Regions from separate parts of the Rattus norvegicus genome. Here regions 1 and 2 are each linked to region 3. The links are chromatin contacts, called in public Hi-C maps. All regions are on one chromosome and are shown on one strand. Each heading gives the region's core, a stretch centred on a gene start, on an enhancer-like site or on the middle of the called end of the contact. The rest is flanking DNA. Distances are from core to core; before and after follow the strand shown.

The links. A called contact is a pair of places that touch in the nucleus more often than the background predicts.
Region 1: a Hi-C map of liver shows a contact between it and region 3, with 2.0 times the contacts expected there. The contact joins the promoter of Nphp4 here to the promoter of Rpl22 in region 3. A contact is called at or near these places in 4 of 12 Hi-C or Micro-C datasets (the A7r5 cell line, kidney, liver and 1 more) and 1 of 1 datasets of contacts at active chromatin or transcription factors (oligodendrocytes).
Region 2: a Hi-C map of the Rat2 cell line shows a contact between it and region 3, with 2.1 times the contacts expected there. The contact joins the promoter of Acot7 here to the promoter of Rpl22 in region 3.

The regions. Positions count from the first base shown.
Region 1 is chr5:168,269,111-168,273,163 of GRCr8, reverse strand. It overlaps Nphp4 (nephrocystin 4), which reads right to left and starts at 2,091. Exons shown (of 30, transcript NM_001037650.2): 1 at 1,798-2,091. It overlaps Kcnab2 (potassium voltage-gated channel subfamily A regulatory beta subunit 2), which reads left to right and starts at 2,404. Exons shown (of 16, transcript NM_017304.2): 1 at 2,404-2,833.
Region 2 is chr5:167,966,948-167,970,948 of GRCr8, reverse strand. It overlaps Acot7 (acyl-CoA thioesterase 7), which reads right to left and starts at 1,547. Exons shown (of 9, transcript NM_013214.4): 1 at 1,389-1,547. The coding sequence starts at 1,537. It overlaps LOC134487047 (a long non-coding RNA gene), which reads left to right and starts at 2,238. Exons shown (of 2, transcript XR_010066768.1): 1 at 2,238-2,375; 2 at 3,632-3,728.
Region 3 is chr5:168,115,563-168,119,742 of GRCr8, reverse strand. It overlaps Rpl22 (ribosomal protein L22), which reads right to left and starts at 1,782. Exons shown (of 4, transcript NM_031104.2): 1 at 1,748-1,782; 2 at 111-215. The coding sequence starts at 1,759.

The DNA of each region.
Region 1 (4,053 bases), core at 842-3,341, 150 kb before region 3:
TGCCTGAGGGTCATGTTAGTACTCCTAAGACGGACTGTTTATGTGTTCCTCCTCCCAGTGTGGCCACACTGAATAAACCTTTCTCCATGTTTCACGATTATCTGTCTCTTTAAGTGGTTTGCTGAGGACAGATGGCGTAAGAGACCACTATGGCTCAGGATGCCCAGGACCATGCTCTCAGCACAAGGGATATCTGTGTGCCCGAAAGGAACAGGGAGCAGGGAAGAAGACGCAAAGAAGGAGATGGGAGGATGAGGGAGAAGGGGAAGGGAACAAGGGAGAGGGAGGAGGCTTATTTGTCCCCAGGGACAAAGGACTGTCTCTGGATAGAGAGAAGACAGACATGGTTCATAGGCAAATGGTGGTTTATAAAGGAAAAGTGGGAAACTCTGTGGTAGGATGAGGGGTTTAATTTTAATTAGGCATGTTAAATAGATGAGCCAAAGAGGGCTTTTAATGGCTGAACTTCAAATACTTTGAAAGCTGGACCTTTGGTGGTCAGACTCAGGAGGAAGCTGCCAAGTAATAGAATAGACCTTGGGGCTAGCTTTAGGAAGGTAAACTAATAGTTTTTAGCAAGGCAGAGGAATGGGGAGAAGGCCATGGCCTGCAGAGCCATTTTTGACACTCTCCGACCAATGAGAGTCACTTCAGGTGACAATGACTACACACTGGGGTTTCCAGAGACAGGGTCATACCTTGCAAACTCCCATAACAGAATCACAGGGCCACCGGGAAGAATAAACATTAGAAAGAAAACGGGACAGACTCCATGCTTCGAATCCAGGAAAGGGGTACCATAGGCTCCCTACAGTGAACAGGAAGAAAGTGAGCCAGTGTCTGCTGAAGCCCGAGCCCAGTCTGGTAAAACGTTCAAGGTGTTCTGTTCCAACAAGTGGAAGGCAGTGTCAGCACAGCCCGCCCTACGGGTGGTGAGATGTTCACAGCTAATACTGACTAGCCCACACCCATGCCACCATCCTCTGGCCACTCAGGAAGCCAGGAGAAGTCAAAGGAGACAAGATGTCCAGAAGAGGGCAGTAAGAGCCCTGCTGGAGACACCTAAGGACAGGGCCAGTTCTGTCTCCTCCACTTCAGTGTAGAGCCTGCTTTCTGCCTGCTTCCAATCGACAGGGCTACAGCCTTGATGGAGTCTTGGGGTCTTCATTTCTGCAGGTCTACTTAATAAACGTTTGCCAACACCAGATGTATTCCAGAGGGAAATGTTGTCTCCAACAACATCATTAAATTGTAGTGAGGGGGGGGGGGAAGGGGGAGGCGGAGGGGTGCACTGCATGGTATTGTTCATGACCAAGACTCATTTGAGGTGGGGACTGTGGGGGGAAGCAACGGGACACAACCGACACTGAAGGACCGTCAGATGCCCCAGAGAGGCTGATGTTCCAGAAAGAGTGGTGCCAATCTTAGGGAAGCCATGTCCCTAGAAATGAAGACCTGAGATTTACCCCATCTGGGGGCAGAGTTAGTGATGGAGCGTTGACCTGTAAGTCTGATTAAAGGATGCCTAGAATGACCTCACTCACCCTCTGCTATGGAACTAAAGACATGGTCTTTGCCAAAGTAGATACAAACACTAGAACGAAACAGTGCTAGGGCAATTTGGGACACAAGGCAGAATTATGGTGCGTGGGAACTGTATGGCTGAGCTGCCAATGAGACCAGGGTGGGAACAGAGAGAGCTTGCCCAAACCCTAAACTCGCAAAGCCCACTTTCAGTGCAAACTTCCACGTGAGCCGCGAGAGCATCTCCCCTGACTAAGGCAGGACGAGACATACTGGGAACCCGGACAGCAGTGTGGGTTGCAATTCCGAGCAGTGGAGGAGGAGGTCAGCCCTGCGCCCCGAGGGCTGGACTTGGACTGGGCCAAGGGCCTCACAGTGCATCGAGGGCCGCAGGGGCCTAAGAGAGCTGCACGGCCTAGGGCTGGGATAGAGGCGCGTACACCAGACTGTGAGCATCTTCAAGGCTCTGGCGAGCTCACAGCATCGGTTTCAGCCCCGGACGGCTGCGCACACAGGGTCAGTAGACTAACCGAAGGAATCCCAGCAGCCGAACTTCAGCTGGCAACCGGAATGCACCAATGATGATACGAGGGGGAGAGGACGCAACCCATGCGAGCCAGGTCAGGCCCTGTGCCCCGTGCGGTGCCTTGCAAACACCAGATCGTCCGTGAGATAACATATGCAGCCCCACCCCGGACCCTGAAGCCTCTTCGAGGCTCTGCTGCCACCCGCGCCCCCAACACACGCTGACTTCCCCCGTACTTGGTTCAGTCCACCGCTGGCGCGTTACCTAGGAGACGGGCACGAGATCCACGCTACGGAACAGGTCCCGCACCGTGGATCCAGCGATCGGGCTGCCGGTGCCCAGCGGAACCCGAGGTCTCGTGGATCCAGTGCTGGTCCAGGGGGTCGCCCAATCCGCCGCCACCCACGCGAGGAGTCCCGACCTGAGGGATACCGCTCACTCAGCACAGAACCCGCCCCGCGTCACTTTTACGTCAAGGTAGCGCGGCCAATGAGAGCCAGAGTTCAATGATTCTGACTCTACGCGCGCGGACCAATCGACGCATCGGCGGGAGCTGCAGGATTTGCATGGACTCCGAAGGCCACTGCCAATGAGACTGTGACTGGCGTGAATCATAGCCAATAATAGGATGCTAGGGGCGTGGCCGCGGGCGTCCCACGAGGTAAAGATGCTGCGGGCGGAACCTGCCGGAGCAAGCGGGATTCGGGGGTGCTGAAGTCGCAAGGGCAGGGCGGGAAGGAAGATCCGGAACGGGGCGTGGGATCCGGAGCTGGAGGCCCCCAGGTGAGTGCAGCCGGGAGACCCCGGCGGGCACCTGCGAGGCTGCGCTGTCGCGGCCACCGCGGTCCCCTTCCATCTCCTCTTCCCTGGCCCCGCATCCCTGCCCCCGCCTCCGTTCTCACCTCCTCTCCAGCCTCCTCATCGCCTTCTCCACAGTCTCCCTGCCCCCAACCTACCCTCTCTGCTTCCCTGTCATCCTGCCCCACCTTTCGGCCGACAACCCGGACCCCTGCCCCAAACTTCAATCCCTGTCTCTACCCCTTCTAACCCTGCATCCTCGCCTCGCCCTTGCCTCCCTGCTTCCCCATCCTCTCTCGGCCTCTGTGCTCCCCTAGTAGCTGTCTTCTCTCATCTCCCTCCTTGTTGCTCCTACAGACGCATCCTTCGTCCTTGCTACCTGCCGTGTGTCCCTCTCGCCTTGACCCAGCTTCCCACCCATTCTGCTCCCACCCCCTTTCATGCCCACCACCACTATTGCACCGCAGTCTCTATTCTGCGGCGCTCCCCGGCACCTTGACACGCGTTGCAGCTATACCTTGTTCCCCCTACCCCTGCCTCTAGACCTCTACCCTCACCCTCAGCTTCTCCCCCCTGTGCCCAGACCCTGGCACTAAGCACTTCCCCACTTCCCTACCTGCTGCTGCAGCTACTGCCACTGCTTCTGCTGCAGGATGCGGAGCACTCCACTGCTGCACTGCTGCCTGCTGCAGTATCTGCAGCAGCAAGGTGTACCTGCCCACCTGCCCTCCCTCCCGTCTGACGTACCCTGCTTGCTTCTCCTGGCATTTGTCCTGGGGTCTCCTGCAGCATGCCTGGGGCACCCTGGGGCGCTCCAAGTAGGAAGGCTTCCAGCACCCCTTGCTGCCTGCCAACGGGCTTCCATCTCCCTCCTCACCCATCCCCCACTTACTGTTCACTCTCACTGTGTGATTCAGCGTTTTTTTGGAGTTGCTAACTTTCTTTGCTTACTGGTGTGAAAGAGACCTGTCTTTAAAGGCAGGTGGTCTGGATGCCTGCCGAAGGCGTGAGGGTTACATCAGAAACCAGACTACTTGAGCCACCTGGTTGGTAGAGGGGCGGGAGCCAGGGACCCACCAGTTTGTGGGGGTGCCTCTTGCTCCATTCCACTTGTGTTGAACCACATCCAAGGGAAGATGACATTAAGTAATAGCTCTTGGAGAGATGGACGATTAGCATTTATGGAAATTAATACATCTACATCG
Region 2 (4,001 bases), core at 298-2,797, 150 kb after region 3:
TGCCAGTCATCCTCCCAGAAGGTGAGGCCCAAGACCCCCGACACCAATACACAGCATGTGTCAAACAAAGACCCTGTGTTGTCCACATTATCAGGAACATACACCCTGTCCCCAGAGCCCAAGTTGAATGGCCTGGGCAGCCAATAAGGAAGCAAAGGGAGCAGGACTCCCTTAGACAAACACCCCTCTCTAGGGAGTCAGAACTGACCTTGAAGTCAGCGAATGGCCTCTGTAGGGCCAGAAGGTGAGGTTGACAGCAAAGAGCTCCAGTTATCCAGCAGCAGCACCCACAAGACAGGAGCCTGCCTCTGCCTGCTTGAGGCTTAGACGCAAGGTCAGAGTGCTGCCCAGCCTCCAAACTGTGGGTTTGCTCGACCTGTCCCAATGTGATACCCGCTCTCAAAAAAATCTCACTCCTGTCAGTGTGTCAGGCAGAATAGACAACCTGCAGGCACGATCCCCCACCCCCACCTGCCCCTTACTGATCTGCACAGAAGTACTGTGCATGAAACCGCAGGGTAACCTTGAGGCTGCCCTCCCCGCCTTCTTGGGGAAGTGAGCTTGCTCATCAGCACCGGCTTCCTCTGGGGACCCACATCTAAGCAGCACCCCCAATGGAACAAGACTGGGGAGGATGCTTAGACGAGAACAACCTTCACCCCCATTGTGTGAGATGACCCACTCACTCCCTTTCTGAGTCAATAAACGGTTTGAATGGATGAGTTCTTCCTTCTAACACCTGCTCTCCTCACAACCGAGGCGGGGCTCTAAAGGAACACTGGGTCTGGGGCCTGCTCTCACAGAGGCTCGCACCCATGTGTGCTCCCAATGCACTGGGCATGTTCCCCACCACCCTCTAGAGCCTAAGTTATCCTTTCCGAATCCCGCAGGAGGTTTGGGCTCGGACTACAAGGCGCGGAGCCCGGGGTGGGGCAAGCCCTGTAGGACGCACAAGAGAACGGAGGACAGATCCCTCTGCCAGTTGCCCAGTGCCAGGGTCCCTTGCCCGGATTCCTACATCAAGAGTCCTCAGAACTGCGGCCGCCGCCCTTGGGATGCAGCCAGAGGCCGGTGGGAGGAGCCCGCAAGGCGGCCCGGATCTGCAGCATGGCGGGGAGCATCCCGGAGGAGGGCACGGGGAATGGGGGTGTTGTCCAGGGTGGGATCCAGGAGAGGAATCCAGGGAGGGGTCCTGGGAGAGAATCCTGGGCCTGAGTCCAGTGGAGGGGTCCAGGGTGGGTTCCAGGGCCTGGACCCCGGGAGCGTGGAGCCGGGCAGGGCCGCTCCGGATGAAGGCAGCATCCTTGTGAGCCTATAGCATCGCCTCAGCGGGCTCAGGCGCGAGCGAGCGGGGAAGGGTCGGCTTGGCCCGCAAGCCTCCGTCTTACCGGCAGATCTGGATGGCGGCCGGCGTGTCGGTGGTGGGACCGGACATCTTGGCTGCGACGGCGGGCGGCGGCGGCGACGGCGGCGGCGGGATCTGAGAACAGGTGTCCAGCAGGCCCGGCGCCGAATGAATGAGCCTGGGAGGCGCCATAAAAGAGGAGGGAAGAGGCGGGGCCGTGTCGCCAGAGAGGCGGGGCCTGCGCAGAGGAGGCGAATCACAGGCGGCCGCCCCTTGGGGGCCCCGCCCTCGCGCGGGCCCCGCCCCGCCCCCATGCCCAGAGGCCTCCACGGCCGCAGGCGCTCGCGGAGGCGGCGAGTTCTGTCGGCGGCGGGGGCGGCTGTGGGACTCCGCTTCCAGAAGGTTCGGTGGCAGTTGGGTGGCGCGCGCAGCGCAGCGCACGCGCCAGCGCGGAGCAGGCGAGCGGCCTGCGGCGGACACCACGCAGGCCGGAGGCCCGGTCGTGGAGCGTCCCCGGGGCGTGTGCGTGCGTGGCTTCGGTGGCAGCCGGGAGTCTACGGGGCGTTCCCGTGCGCCGGCGTGGCGATTCGCTACCGACCGGGGCCGGCCACCCGATGAGGTCACCGCGGGGAGGCCGGACCGGGACGGGCACGGCGCCGAGAGCCGCGTACCGACCCCTGCGCCCGGCCTTGACTTCACCCGGGCCTACAGCGCGTGGTGCCGAGTGTCAACCCTTTACCCGGATGGCTGCAGACGGGGAGCCCGGTCGACCTCTGACCCCTATTGGCCTCATAATCCCCCTCACTGCCTCACTGCCTCACTGCCTCACTGATCTCCAGAAAGACACCCGGAGAGCCCCAAGTACAAGCTGGGTGCACCTGCTGCCCAGGAGCTGCTGCTGGTTTCTGCTTTGCCTTTAAATCAAGTCCAAGTTTCAGGCCACAGAAGCCACCAAAGAAGAGAAATGTTGTCACCCTGTATCTACTGTATTGCAGAGAGCCTCTGCCCCTCCATGCGGTACCCAAGAAAGGTAACCCCATCTATTAACAGAACTTGGGTCCATTTACTCTAAAGCCTAAAGCTATCACCCCTGCAACACCAGTTTTCCAGCAGGAGATGAAGCTTGGTACACAGGCCTTGCCTGGTGGGCACATGCTACACACACCAGCCTCCCCTGAGACCTCACAATTATTATTCAAAGAATTCAGTTTTTAGAACCGGGAGCAGAGTGTTAGTGGCTTCCACCCTGTGTTCTCTTAGCATTTCAATACGAATTAAGCAAGCCCTCCAGAGTTTATGACCTGTTTAAATATCACCATCTCCCCTTACAGCAGCAGTTCTCAGTCTGTGGGTCGAATCGGGGCTCAAACCACCTAAGACCATATAGGAAAACACGGATACTTACATTATGATTCATAACAGTAGCAAAGATATGGTTATGAAGCAGCAACGAAAATAATTCTATGGCTAGGGGGATCACCACAACATGAGGAACTGTACTAAAGGGTCACAGCGTTAGGAAGGTGGAGAACCACAGCCTTACAAGGTCTAGATCTAGGAGGAAGCTGCGGCTAAGCAAAGAGCTTTTCCTATTTACTAACGGTCTGAAAAGAGCTGCCAAACATAAGTGACCTCATGAACATCCAGGGCCAGGATATTACAATAGAATACTGCACAGGATAATACAAAAGAAAGGCTTCCTGGCTGCGAAGATTGCTCTTCAGTACCTGCTGTTTGTGTAGAGGACCTACACGACATTCCCAGCACTCACAGGGTGATTCACAACCGTCTATAAGTCTAGAGCCAAGGGATCCGATGCCTCTTACCTTTTTGGTCTCCTGCACACACATGGTGCATCCCAAAAAAATTTTTTAGAAATGCTATTAGGATGTTGTGACATGCAAAATAGCATAGTGTACAATGCCACTTATAAAAGATATTAGAACTAGGGTTGTCTGGGAAGAACAGACTGGAAAGAGGTCTGAGAGAAGTCAGAGGTGGTGGTCCACGGTTTTTCTAGGGTTTATTTGTCCAGTGTACTGGCTGGTTTTGTGTGTCAACTTGACATGAGCTGGAGTTAATCACAGAGAAAGGAGCCTCCCTTGAGGAAATGCCTCCCTGAGACCCAGCTGTAAGGCATTTTCTCAATCAGTGATCAAGGGGGTAGGACCCATTGTGGGTGGTGCCATCCCTGGGCTGGTGGTCCTGGGTTCTATAAGAAAGCAAGCTGAGCAAGCCAGGGGAAGCAAGACAGTAAGTAACATCCCCCCATGGCCTCTGCATCAGCTCCTGCTTCCTGACCTGCTCGAGTTCCTGTCCTGACTTCCTTTGGTGATGAACAGCAATGTGGAAGTGTAAGCTGAATAAACCCTTTCCTCCTCAACTTGTTTCTTGGTCATGATGTTTGTGCAGGAATAGAAACCCTGACTAAGACATGGAGGTTCTATAGAGTAATGGAACTCTTGAAGTGAATCTCTCTATATACAGAACGGGGATTTTGCGGGGGAGTTCCAACAGTGAACAGAAAGTCCAGCATCAAGTAGTTTGTCCTCCACAAGGCTAGATGTCCCTGCTGGTCTTCAGTATAAGCCTGAGACACACAATACACCTGAAATAGTAATTTGTGAAGGGATTTGTTGTAACCCAACAACCCAGC
Region 3 (4,180 bases), core at 533-3,032:
AGCAACAAATACCTCATTCACCCTGGCTCTGGTTAAGTGAGAAAGTGGGAGTGCCCAACAAGCTGTACCCCGACAGGATCCCCACTGCAGAGCAGCAGAATGTCACTTACAAAATTGGCAGCATCCATGATTCCATCTTCTACAGGGTGAGTGCAGTCAAGGGTGAACTTCAAAACCTGCTTCTTTTTTTTGCCCCCCTTCGCCACAAGCTTTTTCTAGGAGTATACAAAAAACAGATGAAGCCTCAGGCAGTCCCCCCCACATACACACACACACACACACACACGTATGTATGCATGTATACATATACACACACACTCACACACGCACTTTAAAAACCCAATCACGTCAGAGGCAAGAAGTTCTTACAAATACAAACCCAAAGAGGCTGAGATGGGTTCCCTTCGGGGTGCTCAGGAAAGGGGGATCACTGGCACACTTGTCCCGATCAACCTCTCCAGACACCCCGTCTTTACAAGCACTAAGGTCCGCCAGCACATGAACCAAAATAAGGAGCGTTTCTTCCCCCAACCCCCAAGAAACACCACTTTTATTTTTCTCACAAGTGCTTTGCGCACTCAACTTTAGTGTGAAATCTATCCTAGGCCTCAGACTACAGCACTTCATTGACCTAGCTTTTAATCCCCACATCCCAGACCCTCTCGTTAGTGGCAGAGGGAATCAAACAATAGTCTAGCTGCTTTCTATGCCAGCTTCAAAGTTAAGAGTGTGGTCAACGATTTTCAGCTGGATTGGCTTAACTCGTGATTTAGCACTTCCAAAACTACACCTAAGAGGGTCCAGTTGACTTTTACAAAGTTAACATCCGTCAATCGTCTCTCTACAAACCCCTGAAACTTCTAAAAACTCACCTAGGTTTCTGCTATTCAAGTTTTGCAGTTCATGCAAACCACACTATTTCCCTTCATGTTCAAGAGACCGTCCACAACTTGCACTGAGTCAACCTTTCAGTTATTACAAAATTGTTCTACCCAATGTGTCTTCCCCCTACCAACCAAAATGACTGACTGCTAAAAAGTCTAGTCCCGAGAAAAGGACAGGCATTGGAAAGCCAAGGTAGAAAGATGAAGACGATCGGAAATGCACCTTAAGAGTCCCAACTACAAGACAAAGCACCACCTAAAACCACTTCGTCCAAGTAGAGCGATCTCCAAGAACAGCCTGATACGAAGGTGCTGCAAAACCCAGTCTCACTCAGCCCAGAGAATAGAATCGGGCCTTCTTCACCCAACGCCTGAAAGGACCTGCACCCTAATAAAAGTAGTTTCCTCGAGGGGTGCTAGAAGACTCCTCAAGCCCAAAGCTCGTCCCTGAAGCCCGGCCACCAGGTGGAGGGCCATTTCCACTCGGCCGTCCGGGGTGGCAGGTCACATCCGTCTTCCCCGCCCCTCGCCCAACTAATCGGGCCCGCTGCCCGGAGTCCGGGACTGGACTCGGGCTCCGGCGATATCCAGTCTGCAGCCTCTAAGCTCCCTCGGGCCGCTAGCAGGAGCCCGATCCGCCACCTCGAGCTCTCCGGGCTCTCCCGCACCGCGTCGAGCCGCGGCCTCCTCCGCCCACAACGTGCTGGACCCGGCCGCGGACCCGGCTTCCTCCGCCCCGCTTGCCAGGCCACCAGGGCCTGACGCTGCAAAGCGCAGTGCCCCACGCGAGCCTGAGCCCGAGTCAGCCCACCAGGCCCACGTGCCGCTCACGGAGCCGCGGTCGCACGCGGAGCCATACTAACCACAGGCGCCATGGCGGCAGAGGAGGCAGAAAGGGAGGGGGGCGCACTACGCAGGCGCGAAGAGCCCGCAGCGCACGGTGCACGCAAGGAGCCAGGCAACTTTAATCGATCAGCCCTGCCTCTCGATCGCCCTTCCCTGCCACCTAAGGAACGATCGGGCAGCTATTGCTTTTCCCAGCGCGAAGTCGGCTGTCGGGAAGGGGAGGAGTCAGCTGGGCTGTCCCACTGCGAACGACTGAGGGAGACTGGGCGAACCCAAAGAGAAATAAAGGGGTTAGCTCTACTTTTGAAAGTGTTGAAGAATTATGACGGACGTTCCCTAAACAAATCACCAGCTGGCCGGATAGGAATCGAACACAGTATCTTAAGGAGACTTGGGCAATCCCTTTTCGACCACAGAGAAATTTAGAATCCCCAGTGTCAGTCAGGCCTGGTGGCTCAAGCCTGTAATCCCACCACTCAGGAGGCAGAGGCAGGAGGACGCCTCAAGACCAGCGTATCTGGTTAGAGACCAGCCTGGGCTACAGTATCTACAGCAGCGAGTTCCATCCAGGCCAGCCAAGGTGGTGGTGGGGAGTTGTACTACCATATTTCTTCATCCGATAGAAAACAACCAGCTTGGAAGATCATACCAACCATGTGACTAGCCTTCCTCCTGCCCCCAGGAGCACGCTCCAGTTTGAACCCTTAAATTCAAGCTGGCTCCTTCTAGCTCCCCAGTTCCAAAAAGCCTCCGCTGGCTTTCCAGGACCACCCGGATCTGGTCAATGCAGGGTCCGGTTCAGCACTGTCGAGTGCCTTACTGATGCTCATCAGTCAAATGTGCATAGTGAGGATTTTCCTCCCTAGGTGACATGACCCCTTGTGTTCCTAGAGGATTAATTATATGTCCTCTAGGATCCTGAACTGTGACCACACCATCCAGTTCTGTTACCTGGATCCCGTAAAAGCCCAGCTTTGACTTATAATCTTTGAAGGAAACATACCATGCTGGTTGGTCAGATTCAAGTCCCTGTCTGCTTTCTCTCCTGCTTGGTTTGATAGCCTTCATTTTGGTTTAGTGTGGTTGAGACAGAGCCTCACTCCACATCATTCCATAGCCCAGGCTGGCCTGGAAATCACCATCTACCCCAAGCTGGCCTTAGACTCAACATTCTCTTGCCTCATCCTTCCAAATTCTGAGATTACAGGCATGATACAAACCTTTCCGCTACAAACCTTTCCGCTTTGGCAGCCAAAGAAGGGGGCTGGCGTTACTCTTGCTTCATTCTGTCGGGGGCTGTTGAACATCCCAGAAGCAGCATTGATATTCAGTTATTCCAGTACTTGCAGAATCAGATCTTCCTTCTCCCTCAGAGCCCCCAGATAACCCTACCCTCTTCACAGTGTCTCAGCTTTTCAGAGGGGCTACGGCCTCGGTCAAGCCTGTGACTGGAGGATAGCACATATTCCGGAATAGTTATAAATTCAGCCCAACACATCTGAGACCACAGCACCATGTTCATACATGCTACATTGTGCCTGTAGGAGTCAGTCCCTTCCCTCCCAAGAAGTCACATCCTCAGGTTGGATGGCACGTACCCTTACTGCAGAGCCATCTGACTAGACCTGAAAAAAAAAAACTTTTTAAAAACTATTTTGTTTATCATTTTTGATGGGGGGAGCATACCCAGCTCCTGTGCAGAGGTAGAGGCCATTTTTTTAGTGTTCTCCCCTCCCACTGTGAGAGTCCTGGGGATGCGAACTCGAGGGTGTCAGGCTCCACATCTTTAACCTCTGAGCCATCTTAAGAGCCTCGAGGGAAAAAAAAGTAAACAATCCCTTAAATATCCTGTTTAAAAAAAAAAAAACAAACCACCGACAAAAGCTGGGCGTGGACAGTGGCTTGTGTCTGTAATGGAGACACTTGGGAGGCTGAGGCAGGAGGATTACTACAAATATAGGACCCCGTTTGTCTTAGGGAGAAAGAGAACTCAGCCCCTAGCTTAGGAAGGTTCAACGTGTGATTTATTTAGGGCAAAGGCCCTCAGCTCCAGGAGTCCCAAGAGCCTAGACACTGGCCTGTCCACTGTGCTAGCAAAGAAAGACAACAAAGAAACACAATGTAATCGACATGGCTTCTTAGGGAGACAGATAAAGGGATCGTGCAAGTCCAAGTCTATCTGTAAGCAGAAAACAAGAAAAGAGAGGCAGCAAGGGGCTGGAGGGCTCACCGCACGCAGAGCAGGTAATCCAGGTAATCTGTCTGCATTTCGGGATGCAGCCGAGGCTGTCTAGGCTAAAAGGAAGCAGTCAGTTCCCTAGAGGTCACTCCTGCTCCAAGCGATTTTCCTCAGGGGTAAGGTGACCTGACCTTCAAGGCTCACCCTGCCTGGGGGGACACTTTTGAAGCCTGTGCTAAAGATGTTTATCGGTCTTGTTTTTCTTTCCTGG